Linked DNA regions of Mus musculus: all the other regions are linked to region 1. A link is a contact called in public HiCAR-type and HiChIP or PLAC-seq data. All regions are on one chromosome and are shown on one strand. Each heading gives the region's core, a stretch centred on a gene start, on an enhancer-like site or on the middle of the called end of the contact. The rest is flanking DNA. Distances are from core to core; before and after follow the strand shown.

The links. HiCAR-type assays count read pairs that join an accessible place to other places. HiChIP or PLAC-seq counts read pairs in DNA pulled down with a chosen protein or histone mark.
Region 2: a contact with region 1 is called in an H3K4me3 HiChIP or PLAC-seq map of embryonic forebrain, with 8 times the contacts expected there. The contact joins the promoter of Abhd12 here to the enhancer-like site in region 1. A contact is called at or near these places in 7 of 39 promoter capture datasets (the 3T3-L1 cell line, cranial neural crest, hippocampal neurons and 3 more), 3 of 115 datasets of contacts at active chromatin or transcription factors (astrocytes, embryonic forebrain and extraembryonic endoderm stem cells) and 1 of 9 other capture datasets (liver).
Region 3: a contact with region 1 is called in a HiCAR-type map of astrocytes, with 5 times the contacts expected there. The contact joins the promoter of Fkbp1a here to the enhancer-like site in region 1. A contact is called at or near these places in 6 of 39 promoter capture datasets (the 3T3-L1 cell line, cranial neural crest, frontonasal cranial neural crest and 2 more) and 1 of 115 datasets of contacts at active chromatin or transcription factors (astrocytes).

What each region holds. Positions count from the first base shown.
Region 1 is chr2:148,888,312-148,892,307 of GRCm38.p6, forward strand. No RefSeq gene overlaps it. Among named protein-coding and RNA genes, the nearest start is that of Cst3, 15 kb to the left of the region's middle. Within about 2 kb of position 1,935, at least 92 of the 459 cell types and tissues checked have an H3K27ac peak or open chromatin away from gene starts, as enhancers often do. A contact at or near this core is called in astrocytes, embryonic forebrain and extraembryonic endoderm stem cells, where this site is marked.
Region 2 is chr2:150,903,152-150,907,386 of GRCm38.p6, forward strand. Abhd12 (abhydrolase domain containing 12) reads right to left here and starts at 1,580. Exons shown (of 13, transcript NM_024465.3): 1 at 1,206-1,580. The coding sequence starts at 1,396.
Region 3 is chr2:151,540,141-151,544,453 of GRCm38.p6, forward strand. It overlaps Fkbp1a (FK506 binding protein 1a), which reads left to right and starts at 2,343. Exons shown (of 5, transcript NM_008019.3): 1 at 2,343-2,604; 2 at 2,678-2,725. The coding sequence starts at 2,568. It overlaps Gm14167 (predicted gene 14167), which reads right to left and starts at 2,331. Exons shown (of 3, transcript NR_166213.1): 1 at 2,113-2,331; 2 at 1,283-1,464; 3 at 586-745.

The DNA.
Region 1 (3,996 bases), core at 685-3,184:
GTGGAATCGCCATGCCTGACCTCAAGCTGTACTAAAGAGCAACAGTAATAAAAACTACATGGTATTGGCACAGAGACAGACAGGTCAATCAATGGAATAGAATCGAAGACCCAGAAATAAACCTACACATCCATGGACACTTGATTTTTGACAAAGAAGCCAAAACCATACAATCGAAAACATCAAACATCTTCATCAAATGGTGCTGGCCTAACTGGATGTCTGCATGTAGAAGAATGCAAATAAATCCATATTTATCACCCCTGCACAAAAACTCAAGTGGATCAAGGACCTCATTATAAAGCTGAATACAGTTAATCTCATAGAAGAACAAGTGAGAAATAGCCTTGAATGCATTGGTACAGGAGACATTTTCCCAGTGAACCTGACCTATGACTTTCAAGGCAAAAGTCTTCATACTCATTCCCTGATTGATCTGACTCATGTGCTCTGGGCTGAATGAACTTCAAGGGCCTGTAGGGGTGTGTGGCTAAAAGTTCTTTGGCAAGAAGGGTTATCCCACATGAATGAAGGTCTTTCCTAAGACCCAAAACCAGATGCTGAAGAAATCTAATTCCTTTTTATCCTGTGGCTGTGAGAAACAATGAGGAAATGATTCAAGGTAGAGAAACGTAACAAGAAAAGGAAAGAGGTAGGAGGTAGGCAGAAGATGAGGTTGGGGAATCAATACATTTGGTACAGTCTACTAGTTCTCAAATTGTGGTCCAGGTCCTGTTATGTTTCCTCTTTTGGTCCTTAAACAGTCCCAAGGTAGAGGGTTGGGTGACATAGGTGTGGAAGCAGAGAGCTCTTCTCTAAACAGTTCAGACAGAAAAAGGAAGCAAATGGATTCTGTTCCTTTTTTGTGGAAATGGGAAGTGCGCCAGGACAAACACAATGCCTTTTGGAGGATCAAGGGCCTAGGTAAGGAACCCAGCAAGTGAAGAACCGTTGTGAGACCAAGACCCGCAGGCACATGACTCAGTGAATGAGAAATACCCCAACAGATCCCAGTTGGAGCCAAATTTTCTCAAAAACTGTCCGTGAGACCTTAGATTTACATGTGCTTTTCTGGGTGTTAAACAACTCTAATCCCAAACAGCTGGGAGGAAAATAATGAAACAAGACAGGATCAAGTTTTGTGTTCCTGTAACTGGCTAGGCAGAAATGAAGACAATTCGAAGAGACTATTGAAACAATGGACCCCAAAGAAATGGAGATTTCTTCCAGTAATCTCCTGCTGGGAGAAGGAAAGGCCCAGATAGATGAAAAACTTATAATTAGGAAAGAGATTTAACATAGTTCTAATATCTTGACAGACCACCCTCCAGGATGAGACTGAAGTCTAGACTGGAATAGATCAATGGTGGGCAGACCATACCTAGATTAGGACTGCTTAGATATACATATCCTTGGCCCTCTATTTAAATTTTAATCTCACTTCTGGATCTTGAAGATGTGTGTGTGTGTGTGTGTGTGTGTGTGTGTGTGCAGGGGTGGGGATAGGGAGTGGTGGTCAATGGATCTCTTTGTCCCTCTCCCACTGTGTCCAAACTGAAAAAAATCTTTTTCTGCTTTCCATTATTAATTTCACTTCCAAGAATAAGAAACAAGAAACACATTTGACCAGATGATGTATAGTGGGAATAGAGATTGTATCTGACAGAGTGTATTAAAACAAAACATTCAAGCCGCATCTGAAAACACTCCCTGGCTCATTGGAGAAGACTCGGGAGACTTTCGAAAGCTGCTTAAGCATTCTGAATTCTTAACACTTGGTCAGACTGAGTCCTAATTAACTGGCCAGGATGAATGAAAGCTTTGTCTCTTTCTGAATCTTAATTTTTCCTCTGAGGAACAAGAGAGGGTAGAATAAAGGACATCACTGTCAGCCAGCTCTCTTGTATTAAGAAGGGGCAGCAATCCCAGACTAATTGGCTTTGCTTCTTGGCTAAACATAGAAGCAGCCGCATCTATAATTGTCATAAGTGGCCTTCCCAGGGTTGCAGAAGCTGGACTGAGAACTGGTCCAGGAATCCATCAGGAACTGGCTGCATGTCCAGCTTTCTTACAGTGGCATAGGACACAGGTTTTGTTTGTCTTCTGCTTCTAATCCCACGCTAGTAGAAGTAAGCTTTTCATATCCCTCCAGGCTCTGTACATCCTCTCTAGTTAACATGGACCGAGGAGGGAGAATTCCCACACTGCTGCCCTTTTTCTGTTGATTTATCATAGTTTCTATCCAGTGTCATTCCCTTCTTCCCCTAGAACTAGAAAAAGGGCCAAACTTCCCTCTCCCCACTACTGGCAGAAGTCTAGCACTCTTCTTTTTTTGGTTCTGGCCACACAGGGCTGAACTGAGACTGGACCAGTTCCTCACCCAGTGCTTTTCCAGAAGACACAATGTAGCATATTAACTGTGTGTAGTGCCATAATTTTATATTTGTATGTAATATATGGTAATCAGATCATGGTAATTGGCTTTTCTATATCTTTAGTTATTGTGTTGAATGTGACATATTTGCAAGCTTTTGGAAGCTTAAGCTTTTCTATATCATTTAAAATGTGATATATAAATGTATACATCACATTTTGTTTATATATATGCATCTATCACCTAACTATCTAACCAATTATCCATCTATCCATATCTATCCATCCACATATATAGACATATGTGTTTAAATGTAGTCACACTATTATGCTGTAGAACATAAGATTCTATCCTTGGTATCCAACTGTATTTGCATCCTCGGTGTAACCCACCTTTACCCTTCCTTGCTGACACTTCCCAGTCTCTGTTCCCTATCCTCATCTTTACCTAGAGCCCTATGCAAGTCTGGAAACATCATCTGAACTGGGGAGTTACCACAATTAAGTTCTGAGGTGGTACTGATATAGCATCTGGGTTTCTGATGCTGACTCTGATACTGCTGGCTGCTGGACTACTCTGTGCCACAACTATGGCAGCAAGGGCTCACAAAACCAGGAAGCACTATATCCCTGCCTTAGAGGTTTGGCAGGCTTCCTGTGGAAGATTATTGGTTTCTTTGTTTTCTAACTTTTTTGTTGGTGGTGTTTAGTTTTTGTTAAAGGTCAGTGAGAAGAGCCTTCGGCTGGATTGAGTCCTTTGTACCAAACATGCATTTCCTTGGCTGTAACTGGTACTTTTAACAAGCTACTCTACTGTATACAGGACATCCCTGCATGTCATTAAGATAGCCCAAAAACAATGCATCAAAACTGGTCAGTAATGACAATTCGGAAGACTACAGTTATTTGCCATGCAGCAATCCTGGTATCATTTGGAACAATATAGCATGGGAAAACTAGCTAGTTCAGAGTAGCCCTGTAAATATTTTACTAACATTCCAATGAAGCAATCTCAATCACATAGATCATTAGCCAAGTCTAATTGTTTAGTTTTATCTCTATACTTGTTATCTATAGTTTTGTTGTTTACTTTTAGAGAGCTCTCTGTCCCTTCTGAACTGTCGTCCTTTTTGAAAAATCCTTCTACTTTCTTTTTGTGTTTGGTTTTTACCTTCTCTAACTGCTTCTCTTAAGGTTTGACTTGTCTTGCTGTCAGTGAGAGGTCCTGACTTTGGATCTAAGGTCTAGACGTATAAAACAAAGAGACGAGGATAGTCCAAAACACGGAGGGATACCATGTCCATGATTTTAGGAGGCTTGTTTGCTGTCCCCACCATGGTGACCATCTGTGCTCCACTGTAAAAAACTGGCAGAGCAACCAGCCATAGTACAAGGGCTGAAATTGGCCATCCCTGGCTGCCTGATCCTTATCTTGTACTCTGTTCCCAGACCAGGCCATACAAGACTCCCCTGGGGGTTTCTCATTGCAGTTCACTAGAATCCTTTGTCTTAAAAATCAACTCGCCTTAGGTTTAGTTCCCCGTAGACATTGTTCTGCGTACTTCTCTACCTTAAGAAAATTCCATTGTAGTCAATCCTGGTCACTCTTTTGACTTTCTCCAC
Region 2 (4,235 bases), core at 330-2,829, 2.0 Mb after region 1:
TGATGGCAGGAGCCTTCCCCAGATCAGCAATCTCACCCACGCTCTGGTAGTAAATTTTACCTACAAACAGCCAGTTCTGGTCTTTCTGCAAGATGGAGAATCACTGACTTAAAGATCTCGGTAGTTGAAGTTCATGATCTTTTAAGCACAGAGCTTCAAGCTCTGATTTTCTTTCTTGGGTAAATGTTTAACATATACAACAAACGATCAATTGATGCAAAAAGAAATGACTGCTACAACTCCTGACTTAGGAACATTGCAAACTAATATTTCTGGTCATACACTATCAAGGCTTCAAAACTGCCAACAGAGATAATAGTCTACAAACTATCAAATTAAGAAACCAGATAGAGGGAAAGAAACCTATTCCTATATAAAACAGGCTACTCAATTTTGAGATCAGCTTTACATAACTGCCTCTTCTCCATCCTAAAAGAAGGATGCAAGTCTAACTCACCGACCAATCCCAGAAGATTCCAGGACCTTACAGAGTAATTTTCAATGACCAATTCCTGTGCAGATTTCAAGTGCTTTGTAACTAACTACCTGCATAGACAACCACCAGTTCTCTCCAACAGCTGAGAATGGATGCATCCATCCATCCTTTCCTTTGGATTCTGAAAACGGCTTAACCCTTGAAAGGGGGTCGGTGAATGCAGCTCTGACCTGCGATTAGCTAGCGAAGGGAAGGACCAGACAGGAGAGTTGCTACTGAGCTCCATATACGGTCAAGGCAAAGCAGGTGAACTGGCTAAGAGCACTTGCAGGGTCTTTGGTCTTGCCGTTCACCCTGCGTGGTCCTCTTCTTAAGGGCAGCCTTTCAAACTCCTCGGGAGACTCTTTCCAGAGCCAGTCAGGAATACTGGGCCCCTGATTACTATGGACTCAACCACTAAGTATCTCTGCAGGCTAACCTGATAAGGATGCCAGCCAGGGTGCTGGGTGGGTTAGTGAGCAGCTCGTGGAGGGGGTGGGAGGGTGAGATGGGGGTTGAAGGAGAGCTCCAGAGGCAGATGTTTGGAGGAAAGAATGGGGTTGGACGGTCCCTGCGGGCCAGACGAGGGGAGGTAGTCTTTAGAAGGGTCGAAGAGGACGCCGGGAGGATGGAACCGTGTGATGCTCCCGCAGCAGATCTCTGAAGGTGGGAGCCTGGGACTACCTGCCCTCCAGGTGAGGGGCCCGCGCGTGTCTGCACCGCATCTCACCTGCCCAGCGCCCGCTTCATGCCCGCGTCGGATGCGCTGTGCGGCTCTGCCGTCCCCTTGCCCGCCAGACGCAGGTTCTGCTTCAAGCTGCAGTCGGCGTCCAGCGCCGCGGCGGCCGAGCCGGAGGAGGACGAGCCTGAGGCGGCGCAGCGCTCATGCTCCAAGGTGACGGGCTCGGTCCGCTTCCTCATCCCGCGGCCCTGTCGGCAGCAGCTCTCGGCGCCCTGGTTTCGCCCGCCCGCCTGCGCCGACCTCGCTGCAGTCGCCGCCGCTCACAGCCGTCACCACCCGGAGCCGGGAGCCCACTGCGGGTCACATCCCAGCCCCAGGCCGCGGCGCCCGCTATGGACCAGCGCCGGAGGCCGGTCGGCCACCGCGGCCAATCAGCGCACGAGTCCAGGAAGCCCCGCCCCAGACACGCCCCCGGCAGCTCCGCTTCACAAGCAGCGCGCCCAGCATCCCCAGCGCCAGCCACAGCCATCTTGGAGAAGGGCGGAATAAGCTGAAACTGCGGGTCATTTTCAGGGCAGGGCTAGTCTGAAGGGTCTTAGTGCGTTTACGAAACGGATTAGGGCCAGTTTGGATTCTCCTGCTGGGTTGCTTTAGGTGCAACTCAGGTGCCCTCTGCCTACGAACTGAGGCAGGCCCTATCTAAGATCTAAGTGGTCCGAATGGGGAGGGTGCTAGGGAGTCCTTGAGGGCACTAGCTCCGTTTGCTGGGCAAAATAGGCTCTCTCTACTCCCTCTTTAGGGCATTTGGCGCCCCTAAAAAGCTAGAGCCCCAGATGTTCTCTAGATTTGATATACTCAACAAAAAAGCTTTACAGAGAGAGAGAGACTCCAGTAGCTAATGTATTGTTTAAACAAGTTTATATTTACTTTTTTTTTTTTTTTTTTGTCTTTTCGAGTCAGGGTTTCTCTGTGTAGCCCTGGCTGTCCTGGAACTTACTTTGTAGACCAGGCTGGCCTCGAACTGAGAAATCCGCCTGCCTCTGCCTCCCATATATTCACTTTTTCTTTCGCTGAATGTAAGAAAATGAACTGCCTGCGTATGCTTTGAAGTCTTCTATTAAAGTTTGGATCTTCATAAGAACGATTAGGACTGGTAAGAAGGCAAGGAAATCCGTTTCAAAGAGGAATTTGCACTCTGACATCCAAATTTAATAATTCAATCCACCTGAAAAAAAATGAAAGGACACGTTGTAGCTTTTAATAGTTTTTGTTTTGTTTGATATAGCATGCATTTTACTAATGAGTTACTTTTGTAATTTCAACATGCATGTAATCAGTTTGAAAAATATTGGCAACTGATAAAGATTTAATAGGAACTTAGAAATGTAATGGATTATGTTGTTGCCTTTGTAATGATAGTTACAACTTGCAATTCAAGAATTTCTTTACCATTTTTGCTATATTATAACCTATGTTCATACTGTATGAATATCTACAGTCTTTAAAACATCAACAAAATAGTACTATAGATTTGAATATTCAAAAAGGAAATTAAATGCTTAAAGATAGTTTTGACCTATCAGTCATAAAATCTTTATAGAAAAACAAAAGAACAAATAGCCCTGGTAGGACATGCCTGAAGTTATTACAGAAGCTGACATCAGGAGGGTTGCAGATTGGAGGCCAACCCAGGCAATTTAGCGGCTTCTGTCTCAAAATAACACAAATAAAAAGAGCTGAATATAGCTCAGTGATAGCATTTCCTCAGTATACCTGAGGATTGGGGTTCCATTATACAGAGGAGGGGGGGGGGAGGAGGAAGAAGAGGAGGAGGGGAAGAACTGGAGGGAGGAGACAGAGAGGGTGTAGAGCTAGATTTTGTCAATATGATCCTTATCTCTTGGTCTCCTAATGTTTAAATATGCTTCCACACTGGGTACGCTCCCATTGTATCTCTGGGTCATACCCTTTCTAGATCTAAGGCTCTTTATCAAATGTTCTACTTCTTGTTGACGTCTAATAGGCACTCAACCCTCCTAGCTCATCCCCTTTCCCTCCCAAGAAATGAATGGGAACTCCATCCTTGGCTTTCTTGGAGTCAAGACTCTGGTTTCATCCTTGATTTTTCCTTTTTTTTTTCTTTTTTTATGACACCACACCCGTCATCAAGTTTTACATCAGCCCTGTATCAAAAATCCAGCCTCTAACCAGTTCCTATCTCCTCCACCAATCCCCACCTTGGACCAAACAAACAGCCATCATTCCTCACTTGGATTTCCTTAAAGGTCTAAGAGGCCTCTTGCCTTCACTTTTGTTTTGCTTCCTTCTGTCTAACATCTGCCACAGAACTGAATCTGTCACTAAAAACCCTTTGGTTGGTTCCCACCTCTCTCAAAACTGGAAGCTTGTATCCAAAAGGCTCTACAATAGCCTACCTGACAGAGCTCCAGCCCCACTTCTCAGGATCAAACTTCTCCCAGGATCACTGCCTCTCTCATGGTCCTTCACAAAGCTACACAGCCCCTCCCCAAGACCTTTACACTTTGATTCTTGTTGAAAAACCCTGCCTTCCTAAAGCCTACTATCTACAGAGTTACACCCCTGCCCTATGAGAGTTATGTTTGCCGAACACTTACTCAGAACTCTCAGACCTTCTCATTTTTGCTGCGTTCACCTTTCTGGGTTTATCCTGGCTAGTGCGTAGCACCAAAATACTTGACATTGATACATCTTTATCTGTATTGATGTTTTCCACACTGCAAGATAGACTCCAAGAAAGGACCTTGTTTACTGCATTATCTTCAGTATCCGGACCAATGCTTGGCTCATAGTACACACTTCATAAATATTTGCTGAAGGAAAGATAGAATCATCAAGGCTGCGCATGGGTATTCTACTGTTCCCATTTTAAAAGTAAAGAAGTCTAAAGGTCAATAAAAGACTCACCTCCTAGCTGAAATTGAAACTAGACATGGATGAAACTACTGGTTTGTGAATCATAATCCTATAGCAGTATTTTGAGAGTTTAATAGACACTATAGTACCTAAGTATCCCTAATTGACATAAAAAGAAAATCC
Region 3 (4,313 bases), core at 1,093-3,592, 2.7 Mb after region 1:
AAGCCAAGAATCTATTAGCTGTAAGTAGCAGAAAGTCCAATTCAAACTAGCAAAAGGAGAGCTTTCTCAGAATGAAATGAAGGATCATCTAGATTTAGATACTGTGAAATATAGTTGAAACTCTTTTATATTTATTGTGTGAGTACATATGTACGTGCAAATTTGTGTGTATGCCTATGTGTGGAGGTTGTGTTAATCCAAAAGATGGGAGGAGAATTAAAGCAGGCTTTTTTGTTTGTTTATAAAGGCTGCCTCTCCCCAAGGCAGAGTTTGAGATTGGATGTGAGGAAAAATAAGGCTTTCATAGCTCAGGGGTAGGGAATTTCCAGATGGGGGATTTGATGGGCAAAATATGTGGAGTTATAGGACCAGAGCAAACAAGTCAGCCCTCATGATCTCTTGAAACAAAGACATGGTTGCAAGATGGGAGTAACAAGGTAGTCATAGTCATAACAAGGTGGTCATATAATCTTTTGAAACAAGATGGTTATAAACAATTCTTTGAAACAAAGACATGACTGCCATTCCTGGAACAGGCAGTACTGAACTATTTGTAGTTAAGATTACAGGTGAGTCATAGCCCAATCCTTGAAAAACAGAAGTTTAATCATAAATAGGAATGGACCTCCTTTGTCTTTATGATAAGATGGCTTTTAAGCCTAAGATGGTTGCAGGCTGGATCTTCATTCCCTGCTTGTCTTCTGTGTCCCTGTGAAATCTTTGGTAAGGTCTTAGCATTCTTTATCTGGGTGAAAACAAAATTTGGAGCATATCAAATGATGAAATCATAAATTATACCTGTTTGGTTAGCATAGATAAAACCAATATTTTAAGGCCACATAATCTTGGTATGCCAATAAGTTCTTTAAGTACTTATTTTGTCTCCTTTGCCAGGGAGTTAGTTCCATTAGACCTAATATTCCGACCCTTTGTTGAGAACAAGAGATGTATTCTCCTCTAAACCTACTTCCTGCAAAAATTAGGATGCCACTGTTAGAGCCCAGTAAGGCTGGGGTATTACCCAAAGGCCAGGGTGGGCTAGGGTAGTGAGGTATTCATCCGAAGCTGGTTTGCTGACCCAGATGAAGAGACAGGAAGTATCACATCGACTAGACTGATTTATATCAACTTTCAGCAAGTCCAGGACTTTTTGGTTTTGTTTGTGGAGCTGTTGTGGTGTAGATCGCCTCTGGAGCAGTTTATAGTCCCTAGATTGGGATCTGACAGAACCAGAAACCAGATGTCACCAAAAAAAAAAACATTAAAAGTTTCTATGACTTACCAGAGGATGCCTCCATAAAATAAATACATATGTTTTTAAGGTGTTGGTGGGTTGGTTTTTGATCCTGCTGTCCAACAAACTGGAGGTGTGTGCTTTCTCCAAGGTGTGCACCCCTAAGGTACAATTCCTCAGTCCCAGAGGGCCAGAGGGCAGGATCCAGCTTCTGAATTTCTGAATTCAGCCTAAGATGGAGGCAGATTGGTTCAGCTGGACACGTGGTCTTTGGGAACGTGGTCTCTATGGTCTCTGTCTACCTCTTTTAATACAAGGTTTCTCACTGGCCTGGAGCTCACTGAATAGGCTAGACTGACTGTGTTCCTATCCTCAGCACTGGGGTTACAGGTCTGCACCAGCAACCCTGGCAGTTTTATTTTATGTGAATGAGTGTTCTGTCTATGTATCCATCTGTACACCGAGTATATGATTCCCTGGAACTGGAGGTAACAGATAGTTGTGAACTGCCGTGTGGGTGTGGGAATTGAACTCAGGAAGAGCAGCCAGTGCTTTTAACACCCGAGCCATCTTTCCAGCCCATTAAGTTTTTATTCTTTAAAGTACTGAAGGTATTCAAGCAAAACTCACAAGAGCCCCATACATACATATATGACTTTTTTCTTTTTGTTTGTTTGAGACAGGGGTTATCTTCCCTTGCTGCTCTGGAACTCGCTCTGTAGACTACACCAGGGCTGGGATTAAAGTCGTGCGCCACCACTCCCCTCTCTATTTCCATATATTTAATATATACGTATTCGTGGAAGAGTGGGCTTTCACGCAGGCTAGTGTTAATACTGACTCTTCCAAGAAGGAGCTCGGAACCTAGGGCCACTTACAGACGTTTCCTTGGTTCCACAGGTACAAGGCCTACTCACAGCTATCGTCCTTACAGGGCAATTAGTTAGGTGTGCGCAAGTAAAGCATCTCTGAGTGAGCTCGTCAGTAGCTGGTGGGCCCGTTATTACTGCGGCGTCTCCGAGGCGGAGAAACGCAGAGGAAAACCGGGAGTAGCCAACAGGACGCGCCTTCCGCCGCAGCTGCATCCGGGGGTCTGTGGCCTCCGGACTTCCGGTCCCTCCGCCTAGCTGCCCCGCTTCAGGGATGTGAGCGCCTCGCGCAAATAGGGCGGGGCGTGCCGTGCGGTGCGGTGCGCGTGCGCAGGAGCCACGAGAGGGACGAAGCCGAACCTCTGAACCGCCGCCAGGTCCGCTCCGGCTCCACGCCGCCCGTCGCGCCGCCACCCGCGTCCTTTTCCTCCTCCTCCGCCAACGCCGCCGCCGCCGCCGCCGCCATGGGAGTGCAGGTGGAGACCATCTCTCCTGGAGACGGTGAGTAGACACCCGCCGCCCGTTTCCCGGCCGCCGCTCGCAGCCACTCACCTGCAGTCTTGTCTCTCCTCAGGGCGCACCTTCCCAAAGCGCGGCCAGACCTGCGTGGTGCACTACACGGGTGAGTCGGACCGGCCGGGTGGGGCCGGGCGGGAGGGGCGGCGGCTGGGGAGTCGGGGCGTGGTGGCCGCGTGGCCGGCGGCCGAGGCCTGGGCGGTGGCCATGCCCCGAGGGACAGGCTGGGCCCGCCGCGCCGAACGGGACATGGGGTTGGCGCAGTCTCGTCCGCCCTGAACGGTGTGCGGCCCCGGATGCCGCAGGGAGCCTACTGTCCAACCGTAGAAACTGAGGCTGGGGCGAACTCATCGCCTGGCGGAGGTCACACGCTCCCGGCCAGGGACCCTTCGGGAAGATTTGAACCGTTTCTGAACCCCGATGGCTTGATGCCTTCTTCGTGCGTCGGGATTCTTCCTTCAGTAGATAGAAGGGGAGAAAATTCCTAGTCTGCCCAGCCACCCTTTCCCAGGGAAACCCTTGAATTCACCTTTCTGGGGCGGGTGGGAAACGACCCACTTGCGAAGTCATTATTGTGGCTTCACGTGCCCTCTCAGAAATAGATAATGCAATGTCTATTTCTCTTTGACCCACTTGCAAATCTCAGCCTCCATGGCAGTGATTTCCAGACCAAAGGATGTATACCATAACATTTTCCTTTCCCCTTTCTGGGAGTAGAGACTTTCTCACCCCCATTTTTAAAGATAAAGGAAACTGGGGGGTCGTGAATGCAGTGCACAGTAACTAAGTCAAAGGAGATTTTAAAGACGCGCATACTCAGCCAGAATTGAAGCATCAAGACTGCTGGCCCTGGGACCATTTTTTACTCCATGCCCTTACAAGGTCTTCCTGGGTTGGGGAGGGGGAGGGGGAGCTGACTGTGCCTTCATAGCTAGGCAGAGTGGTGTAGCCACAGCTGATATGAATCGGCTTCCCTCCCCCTCCTTCCCTTTCCCACCCTTTCCTTTGTCCCCCTCCCCATCCTTCCTCTGTTTCGTCTGCTTCTCCCTGCTCCCCTCCACTGTCACCACCCCCACCTTTTTTTTTTTTTCCTGCCTGATCTGGCCAAGCTGTTCTGGCTCAAGTTGCCTTTCTCTCCCTAATCAGGGGAGGATCCCGATCTTGAGGGAAATGACTTACAGGGAAGGGAAGACAAGACAGCCCGCTCACATCCTCCTCTCTGTGCCCCCTTACTTCTATGACTTCTTGAGTAGAGAAGCGGGCAGGAGATGGCAGAAGTTAAGGACTAGGACCTTTAAAAAGCTGCCAATGGAAGGAATATTGAAATACATCTTGGCAAGAACAGACTCTTCTCATGGACCAAATCGCAGTAGCTGTTGTGGTAAGACCAATCAGCACCTTAGTTTGGGAGGGCTAATAGAGGAACAGTCATCCGTTTAGTCACCTCTGAAAGCAAGTTGAAAAAGGATGCTGTTGCTTTTTAAAAAACAAACATGTGTTTAAGGCAGTTTTAATAGAGTTCCTCATTTGTGACCCCCCCCCCACTGTGAGATTATTTTCGTTGCTGGTTCATAACTAACTAATTTTGCTATTGTTATGGATCATAGTGTAAATATCTGTTTTCAGTGGTCTTAGGCAACCCTTGTGAAAGGGTCTTTGGACCCCCGATGGAGTTGCAACCCACAGGTTGAGAA